2 separate regions of the Mus musculus genome follow, and region 2 is linked to region 1. Evidence: chromatin contacts called from public Hi-C data. All regions are on one chromosome and are shown on one strand. Each heading gives the region's core, a stretch centred on a gene start, on an enhancer-like site or on the middle of the called end of the contact. The rest is flanking DNA. Distances are from core to core; before and after follow the strand shown.

Evidence for each region. A called contact is a pair of places that touch in the nucleus more often than the background predicts.
Region 2: a Hi-C map of cortical neurons shows a contact between it and region 1, with 3 times the contacts expected there. The contact joins two enhancer-like sites. A contact is called at or near these places in 3 of 484 Hi-C or Micro-C datasets (cerebral cortex, cortical neurons and nephron progenitors).

Annotation. Positions count from the first base shown.
Region 1 is chr5:125,702,812-125,707,670 of GRCm38.p6, reverse strand. All of the region lies in intron 4 of Tmem132b (transmembrane protein 132B), which reads right to left. Among named protein-coding and RNA genes, the nearest start is that of Gm32811, 59 kb to the left of the region's middle. Within about 2 kb of position 2,135, at least 41 of the 459 cell types and tissues checked have an H3K27ac peak or open chromatin away from gene starts, as enhancers often do. A contact at or near this core is called in cortical neurons, where this site is marked.
Region 2 is chr5:126,005,768-126,010,626 of GRCm38.p6, reverse strand. No RefSeq gene overlaps it. Among named protein-coding and RNA genes, the nearest start is that of Gm40329, 33 kb to the left of the region's middle. Within about 2 kb of position 2,481, at least 14 of the 459 cell types and tissues checked have an H3K27ac peak or open chromatin away from gene starts, as enhancers often do. A contact at or near this core is called in cortical neurons, where this site is marked.

The DNA of each region.
Region 1 (4,859 bases), core at 886-3,385:
TGGCTTTCATCATTCAAGACCCATCACCCAAAAGAGCCGAACAATTCCAGAGCAGAAGTCTTTGAAGGATGTGCGTCTCGGTGGCTGTGTCTACGGGATAGGCCATAAATATTAATGGTATTGACAGAGCCTTTAAAGATTTGTCTTGTGTCTCTGCCATCGAAGTGCCTGGATTCTGCCATTTTGTGCCTCTGACTGACATCCTGGCTTGTCTCCAGAGCTTGCTTAGCTGGCTTAGGTTTGGGGGTTTGGTTTTTGGGGGGTTTTTTCCAACTCTTTTTGCCTTCAGGAACCATACACCGGCAAACGCTTTCTCAGGAAGGCACAGGGGACTCCACCAAACATCATGATGGCTCTTGCCATTGTTTCCAGTAGGCAACAGTTACCCTCTCCAAAGCAATCCTCTTGGATCGTTGTGTATTTAATGTATGCCAGGGCAGAGTAATAACTCAGTGTACTTGTGGGGCCTCTATGGCAAGAGGGGACACTTCCATCCGAATCTCGTTGGTGCCATGCCCTGGGACAAGGCCCTGCCATGTCTGTGCTGTATGGGTGGCACCCACTCTGCCATGTGCATGCAGAATGCAGAATTCGTAAGCATGTGCCTTCTGTTTGTAGCCACTTTTAAAGGGCATTCACTGAACACGCACAGTCCCTGACGACTAAAAACTGCTCATTTCAGCTTTGAGATTTTTGGGTCAATCAAGTGAGAGAGTGTGGGTGTGTCCAGGGCTGCCACTGTGTGCAACCGCATGCAGAGTCCCTCTGCTCTCCCCGATGTAGGAGAACCTAGAAGACAGACCTGCCTGCAGCTCATTTTAGGCACCAGCCACCAGCAGTGGGCATGGTCTCCTGCAGTGTCTCAGGCAGGCGTGGTTTAAGGAAAGAAGCATGCAGAATAGCTAAGACTTAGGATGTCATGGTTCCAGAAAGGTGAGTCAAAATAAACAATGTGAACTGCTGTTGTCTTGGTAGGCAGAGTGCAGCCCATACCATTATATGGTAAACAGAATGTATCCCATACCGCTGTGTGGCTGATTGCATATGCCATGGGAGCCTGTAAGACTTGGTGCCCAGAACCTCATTCCCTGCAGTCAGTGGTGGCATGCACTGGGCTGTAGCATATCTAAGCCCCAAGTTCAGAGCATGGGTGTTACAACCCTTGTCTCCTGTAGGTTGTTAAGTGACTCTAATGAGGTGACCGTCCAAAGCCACTGAAGTTGAAAGGATAAAATTTTTTTTCCTCCTTCAAAGATGCCTATGCCTTCATCTCAGGACATGCAGAAAGGATCATTGATGATGTGACTAAGTCAGGTTGCAGAGGTAAGGAATTGACCTCCTATCATTCAGGTGAAAAGGGTCTATACCTAAGGGAACGCTGGCAATGTGTGAGCTAGAAAGCACACCCTGGGTGAGGCTTTCTGCCTCCCCCAACTCCCACCACCACCCCATCACCCCCACCAAAAAAAAAAAAAAAAAAAAAAAAAAAAAAAAAAAAAAAACCTCCCAGAAAGCACTCAGCCCTGCCACAAGACCTTGATCTTATTATGTAAGGACCATTTCTGACTTCCAGAGCCTCGAGGTCAGTTCGTATTGTGAAAGCCACTCTACTGGAGGTCATTGGTTACAGCAGCAAGAGAAAACTGATAAAAAAAGAAGCCCCCTGAGCTGAGAGCCAATGTCAGCCAACCTATCCCACCTTCTTATGACCTCTCAGTCCCTAGCACTCTCCAGCTTCCCTCTGCATTGCAGCTGACTACTTAAATTGCCCTACTTAAGTTCTGCCTGAAGACATGTACCGTTCCCTCTGTCTGGAACGTTCTTCCTCCACAGGTTGTTATGGCTGCCTCTTTCATTTTCATCTAGTTCTCAGAGCAAGTGCTAAGGCCTTAGGAGGACTCCTTCCCCGTCCCTCCAGCACTGCTCAGCCTGTCCCCAGTCTCCGGCTTGCTCATCCAAGTCTCCTGGACACTCCTCACTTCTGAAATGAAGAGCTATCTGAATCTGTAAACTGTCAGGCTGAGGAGCCAGGACCCTGCCTGCCTTATTCATCACCATCCTCTGGGACAGTGCTTGGCACTGCCAGCACCCAAACGCCACTGGAAAGAAAGAGGCATTTGTGCCCAGGCCGTGTTGGAAGCGTTCAGCCAGCGTGACTGAAAGGGAGGCTGATTATCTCCTCGCAGCCTGTGCTCAGCCCGTGGTTCCAGTTGCCTAGAAACTCACTGAGTGTGTTCATTTTTTTTTCATTTCAACCTTTTTGAAAGATAATGTGTTTTTTATCTACATGTGCAGAGTTGGGGCTTTTTAGTTTTAAGGGCTGGAGTTGAATGGTGGGTTGCTGTCTTGAACTCCAAGCCACCCACAGGAACAAATCTCTATACTCAAAGCTCAGTAGCTGGACGGAAAACCCAAAAGGGGAACAGTGTGGAGGGGAAGGGGGAGCGTTCGCATTCAGGAAGGTTTAAAAGGAAGGGCAAGAAGAGAAATGGGCACATTTGTTAGCATCTCTGACCCATGAAGGAGGCAGAAAGCACTAATTACTACAGAAGGTGGTGTTAGCATCCAGGGCTGTGACCATCTCTGTGTGTGACGCCCCTGGGGGAGACTTCTATAGCTTGGGACCAACTGTGCTGATCTTCTAGATTTGAAGACATTAGACAGAATGGTCTCCAAGACCTACTGTATCCACCTCAAAATTCCCACCTGCTCCTGTTTCTCTCTATTTATCAGAAAGCAATCAATTCAGTGCACAGCGTATACTGTACAAGTGTTTGCTACATGGAGGTGAGCGAGTGAATGGATGGATCAATCAACTGACTGAGGGATATTGATGGATGGACCAATGGATGGATGGGCAGATGGATAAATGAATGGGCTGATGGAAAGATCAATAGATGGGTTGGCCTATAGTTGGATGGACAATGGATAATAGGTGGATGGATGGATCAACGGGCAGATTCATAAAGGAAATCAGATGAATCAATGGAGGGATGGATGATGGTTCAACGGAAGGAGAGCTGTATCAATCGGTGGATTTATGGAGAGATAAGTGGAGGATGATAGATCAGTGGATGAATGAACAGATGGATAGATGGGTGGGGGTGGGTCAATGGACAGATGGAAGGATATGGGGGTGGATGGATCTACAGATAAAATGATGACTGCATCTTTGGAGGAAGGAAGGAATCAATGGAGATGCAGATGGTCCATTGTAGGGATAAGTATATCATTCAACTGATGGATAGATAGAGGGGTGGGTGAATGGATGAATACGTGAATAGATGTATTAGAGGATGGATAAATAGGAGTGAGTGAATGGATGGATAGATGGATGGATGGACAGGTGGATGGATGAATGGACAGATAGGTGGATGGATGAATGAATGGAAAAAATGAATGAGTAAATTGTCACAGCCACTGCCCTTGGTAAAATCACTTCTTTGGACCATTGCACCAGCTCCACACTGGCTTCCCCACCTGAGGTCTCTTCTCAGTCCTCTCAGTGACACCCCCAAGGCTGTATATTTACCTAACATGAAGCCAAGACTTAAACACGACCAACAGGCAACCACAGTATCTAACCCAATTCAGGATCACAGACCCCTGCAGCAGTTCTCTTGAGTAAGCATGATTAAAGCCCCAGATAACACACCTTCTTGGAGGGTTCTGGGAGGGTTGAACACGAGGGCCTGTGGGTGGCAGATGCCACTGGCTGCTTACCCTGTCACAGACAAAGCTGGAAATACTTTCCCACATCCCTGTACTGAGAGATGGATATGCAGCCTGGTCCTGGGAGCAACAGGAGGGGACCTCCATTCCTCTGTGCCTATGTGTGAATGGTGAGAACTAGGTTGAGGGACAAGATATGGGGCCATGAAAGAGGCGCCCATGGAATCCCTCCTTTGCAGCCTATGGCCAATTTAAAGTGGGGCATATATATAGTCTCTAAGTCAAGGTGACTGGGGCTGGAACATCCCTAATCTATTCTCAACAGCTGGTGACACCAGGCTCTCTACTTCTGCTCCACCATCCCAAAATACCTACAGTTCCTCCCGAGGGACAGTAGTCTCATCCTTCACACCACTGTGCCAGGGACAGAAAGTCAGAACATCCATAACTGGTACCCAGAAGTTAATAGGGGGCAGTTCCTTCTCTCTCAGCAGACTTCCCCTGGGAGTTTATTAGCCAGAACACCATAAGATAGTCACTATAATAATCACCAGCAAATAGATGACACCCATTGATGGATTGGGTTAATCCATATATCATCCTGGGCTGGGGGTGGGGGAAGGGTCAGAACTGCTTAGCTAGTGGGCATATGGATTTAACCAGGCAAAGACTATGCTGGGGCCCTGTTAGCAAAAACGTTGGGAGGCAGGCAGTGGGAAGACTGACCTACAATGTCTCAGTGTTCTAGATGGAAACACTAGAACATGGCAGACATTACTGCCACTCCTACTCCACCTATGGCAGACATAGCTAAATGATCTCAGAACTCTCTCAGTGAGCCTCTGAACACGTCACTAAACAGTGATCCAAACAGCACAAACCAAAGAGAGTTATCAGGCGGGTTGGAATTGGGAAGAGACCTGTTAATCTTCTTGGTGACAAGAGCAATCCTGCTATATAAATTGATTCCCACCCATCCAATGGCTGTGCCTGGCTCCCTATGCATTGCATACTCCAGGAAGGTCGGGGAGACTCATGAGACTCGGGAAGCAAGCAAATGCCACATGTCTGGGAAAGCTGGAAGTAAAAGATTCAGGAGGAGCCCTCCCCAAGATTTAGAAGCAGTCAACACTCGCAAGAGGAACAGACTCTGGCCTGCTGAGCTGCCTGGGGGAGACTCTCAGAAC
Region 2 (4,859 bases), core at 1,232-3,731, 300 kb before region 1:
TTTAAATGAAATTACAAAGGTAAGAGAGAAAAACAGCAGGGGGAACCCTGAGAATAGCAACCACACACAACCCTCAGTCCTCAAAGCGGCTCGCTTTACAACCAGAAGCAACTTTTTTATCTGTGGCTGAAGATACAAAAGTGGGACACGCTATAGATCAATTTTAAATCATCCAAAGCTACAGCAAAGGCATTTTCTGAGCCTCTTTTGAAATGGGGTAATGCATGTTTCCCCTTTGGCTTTTAATAGCAGAAGATAGAAAGAAGGTCATGTGCCTCTCAGATACTCTCTCCCCGACGCCACATTTGACACAAATACCAACATTTGAGCCAGCTACAGCAATAAAAGAAATTATTCCACCTAAAGATTTGAATTGTAGGTATTTTTATTTTTAAGTATATCTTTATGAATTCTTTGAGAATTTCATACATGCCTACCACATATTTTGGTCACACCCACCCCACTCCTTATCCTAACTCCTTCCACCTCCCAACCCCCTCTCAACCTCAAGTCACTTTTTTTTTAATACCCCACAGAGTCCAGTTTTTGCTGCCCAGATACATAACCCATGGAACATGGTCGGCCTACCAGGGACCACACCCTGAGAGAAAACAGAGTCTCTCCCTCCCCTTGTAGCTATTACCTGTCCACAGCTCCTCAGCCAGTGTTGAGGGCTTATGTCTCTCTTTCATCTGTACCATAATGTTGACTGGCTTGTTCTACAGCTGCCATGAGCTCAACGGTTCTGTAGCTGTTTGGGGATGTGTTAGTGGAGACAGGGTCTTACAATGTATCCCCGATTGGCCTGCGCACACACACTATGTACACCAGACTGGCCTTGAACTCAGAGATACCCACCTGCCTCTGCCTGAAAGTGCTGGGATTAAAGATGCGCACCACCATGCCTGGTCTCTGTCATTATTTCTCCTATCTATTGTCTGTACTAAATTAAGACAGTTTCTAAAAGTTTGCTATTCATTAGTTCACACTTCTGATGAAAAAATAAAATCCCGCTTCTACCCCCTCAGAAAGATCCATTCCTGGGAGTCACGGATGTAGAAAGAGAAAGGAGGATGAAGGACCAACAGTTATCTGTACCACATGGCAGCCAGGCTCAGAGATTAATCAGTCATGCCCACTCCATTCTGCAGAGACAGAAACTGACCATATCAGATCTAGCCAGCATTGACCTGTATGTCCCCTGCCTCTGCAGTCCAGTGCCCACTTGATCTGGGCTCAGTTCTCCTCAGGCTCCCTTCCCTACAGCCTAGGTGATCACTTTACTCTGCTCCCTCACTTGTGCAGATAAACTTGATCAACACCCTTCCTAAAAACTGGTGCTGCTGAGCTATTCTCCAATGTTATGAGTTGTCTCTAAGGTATTCGACCTTTAGAACCCAGACCAAGCACCCGTTATGCCAGTGCCACAGGATAGTATACTGAAGCCTAATTAAGAGCACCACATCTATACGACAACGTGAAAGCCAGCTGCCCACCGCTATCTCAGTGCCAGCAGTGGTGGTGTTGTGCCCTCCATGTTGGTCTGGCAGGGCTTGTTCTAAGGTACACAGCCATTTCCGGTTTCGCAGCTTTGCTTAACCTAGCCCTAGTGCGAGCTGGCATCCTATGGCACATCCCGCAAGAGCAGAGGGCAACACAATGGATTGGATTTTAAGTGTGGCTGGGACAGCCCATTCCAAGGACAGTGCTGGTCAGGATCTGCAGGGTGAGACTGGCCAGAGTTCTCTATATTCCAGACCCGTACCTCCACATACATGAAGGACAAAAGCCAGCAGCCAGGGCTATCTGCTAGGCCTTCAGAAAGCTGGCTAGGCACAAGGAAAACTATTTGCAGTCTGGGGAAATAAATTAGAATATGCAAAGCTTATGAACACAATACCATTAACTCAGAAGATAAAAAGGTGCATAATTTGATAAGCCAAACATAAACGCCCTCCCTCAGCTTCTCAATTGCTATGTCTTTCTTCCCAACACAGTTCATCATTTTTATTGTGGTCGCCATGGTTTGTGGAAAGAGGAAATAATCTATATTTATAATGGGAAATGATTTGCATACATCATGCTTGCTATTCACGGTAACGAGGCCTTAGCGGAAGCCGATTCCAGCAGCTCCATATGAATGCAGGCAAGATAACCTGATACGCGCTCATTTTGCTGATGAAAAAAAAAAAGGAGCTACTCTCAAAGAGAAATCTGGAACAATTAAATAAATACTTTATTCTAATACTGATCAGTCTTCTCTGTCATAGAGACCTCTCCACCCCTGCCTAGGTCCTAGCTAATATCTCACTGTAAAGGAGTTGAAAAGGACCATCTATTTTTGCTCCTCAGTGACAGAATGGATTCATTTAAACAAGGGGGAAAACGTGCATGGCAGAGGCAGAAGTTCAGCTTTAGAGACCACGCCCTTCCCTACTTGTTTACAGAGATGAGGTATTCTGACATTTTAATGGTCCTTAAAAACCCATTCAGTTCATAATTTCAGCCCAAGTATGACTCATAGCAAGCTGTTTGCTTTTTAGCAGTCCTATCTTTGTGGATCTTTGAGTTTTGGCAGGGGGACAAAAAAAAAAATGAACTTGTGGATAAATCACCATGATTACAAATACTCTCTACTCCCAGCAAAATATCGGAAGTATTCCGGTTTCTCCCCTACCCATTGTTCTGGGGCTCAGAGCAGCACAATGTTAATTTTATAGACAAGAGAGCACTGCCACCAGGACTCAGGGAAGAATGAGGCTCCAGATGTTTGACAGCTGATCAGAGACTCTTTCCTCTCACACACATTCTGAGAAGATGATACTCCCAGTAACAATGCTTGAGATAAATCATGCCAAGCCACCGGTATCTGAGTGTGGGATACGATGGCACAGTTCCTCCCATTATTTCCTACTTGAAAATGTGTGAGGTTGACACTCATGTGTAATTTTGGAACACTTAAAAAAATAGCTATAGCTTGTCGTGACAGAAAGGTGCACATGCCGGAAGTGACCAATGAGTGATCATGAGGTGACTTGAAAGCCAAGAAACACTTGCTGCCCATCCCCTCTGCACCCTCCATTCCCCCAAGCACCCCCATTCCCACCTACTCAAGGATCCCACATCCTCATACTTCACACTGGTTCTGTCTGCACTGAACCTTGAGAACCTGGGATACGGTTGCCCAGCTTCTGTTCACAATAAGCAGGTAGAGCCATCCACCTGCTGTCGACACCAGGATACATCTACTCTCGTCACATATGATCTGTCTGAGAGCCCAGAATGCACTCTACCCCCCACCCCCACCATCAGCACATTTGGGCTGGGAATGATTTGAAGCTGTAAGAAAGCAATCATAGTCCATTTTCAGTATGCTGTGTACATAGAGCTCATGAGAACATTGCAGGCAAGCAGGAGGCACTGGGCCCCGTCTTCCCTAGAGGGCAGCTGCTGCCTGCTTGTCAGAGCCTTTCAGTTCATTCTAGGTTTACAAAGTTACAGGCATCCAGCACCTGACTGGACACGGTATTGTAGAAGGAGGAAATTTCAAGCCAAGGATATACGTTAGATGAAACTTTGCATCCTGAACCAACAGGACAGGCAATACTAGATACCAAGGGCATTGTTCCTTCACCAAGAACTTGGCCCATGAAGAATATAGTGTTTGTGTGTGTGTTTGTGTGTGTGTGTGTAGTAAGAGGTGGGGACAGTGGGCTGTGTGTGTGTGTGTGTGTGTGTGTGTGTGTGCGCGTGAGAGAGAGAGTGAGTGAGTGAGAGAGAGAGAGAGAGAGAGAGAGAGAGAGAGAGAGAGATTAGCAATATAAGAGCCAAAGTGGTACACCAGCCATTTTTGTTTTTCTCTGGAGTGATGCTGGACTGTGCTACTCTGAGTTTCCATGACTCTTATTATGAAGAGAGGACGCTTGTTTCTCAAAAATTCACTTTAAATTATGTGGTTAGTCTTTTTTTTTCTCTCCTCTTTTTTCTTCTTTTTCTCTCTCTCTCTTTCTTTCTTTCTTTCTTTCTTTCTTTCTTTCTTTCTTTCTTTCTTTCTTTCTTTCTTTCTTTCTTTCTTTCTTTCTGTTTTTGGTCTTTGCATGTGGGCTCTGCCCCCTTCCAGTGTGTGTGTGTCCATGTGTGTGTGTGTTGTATACTCCTGTGTGTGTTTATACACTTATAGGACAGATGTCTTCCTCAAACACTCTCCACCTTATAAATCAAAGCTTGAACCCAAAGCTTGCTGTCTCAACTACTCTAGCTTGCAGCTGGCTCTGGGGATTCATTGTCTCCTCCTCCCTGAGCAAATGGGCTACAAGTGGCTGCCATGCCTGCCCAAGATTGCTGAGGGTCCTGGGAGCCAGTCAACAAACCCGGCCCCATACCCCACCATGCTTGCATAGCAAGCTCTTTACCCATTAATCTAGATCCCTTTGTTTCTCCCTTCCTCCCTCCCTTCCTACCTGTCTTCTTTTCTTCTTTCTTTCCTTCCTTCCTCATTCCTCCTTTCTTCCCTCCCTGCTCCCTCCTCATCTTCATTCTCCTCGTCTTCCTTTTATTTCCCCCATGCTAGAAACTAAAGGCCTTATCCATGCTAAGTATTCACTTGCCACTGAGCCATACTATCTCAGCCCTAAATAGCTTCCCTGTATGTATATTTTGGCTCATACATAAACTGGCTGGTCAGAGTTTTTATAACACTTCATTTGAAGGGATGATGCCTACGTGTTTCCCATGGTGCTTGGCCTGGGTTTGAGTCCCACCACTGAGGAACAGGTTCACTTACCCAGATTTTTCACCAAGGGTAGATGTTTGTCAGGCTCTAAAATGAATAGCCCTTTTCGGTGGGCATGCAAACAGCT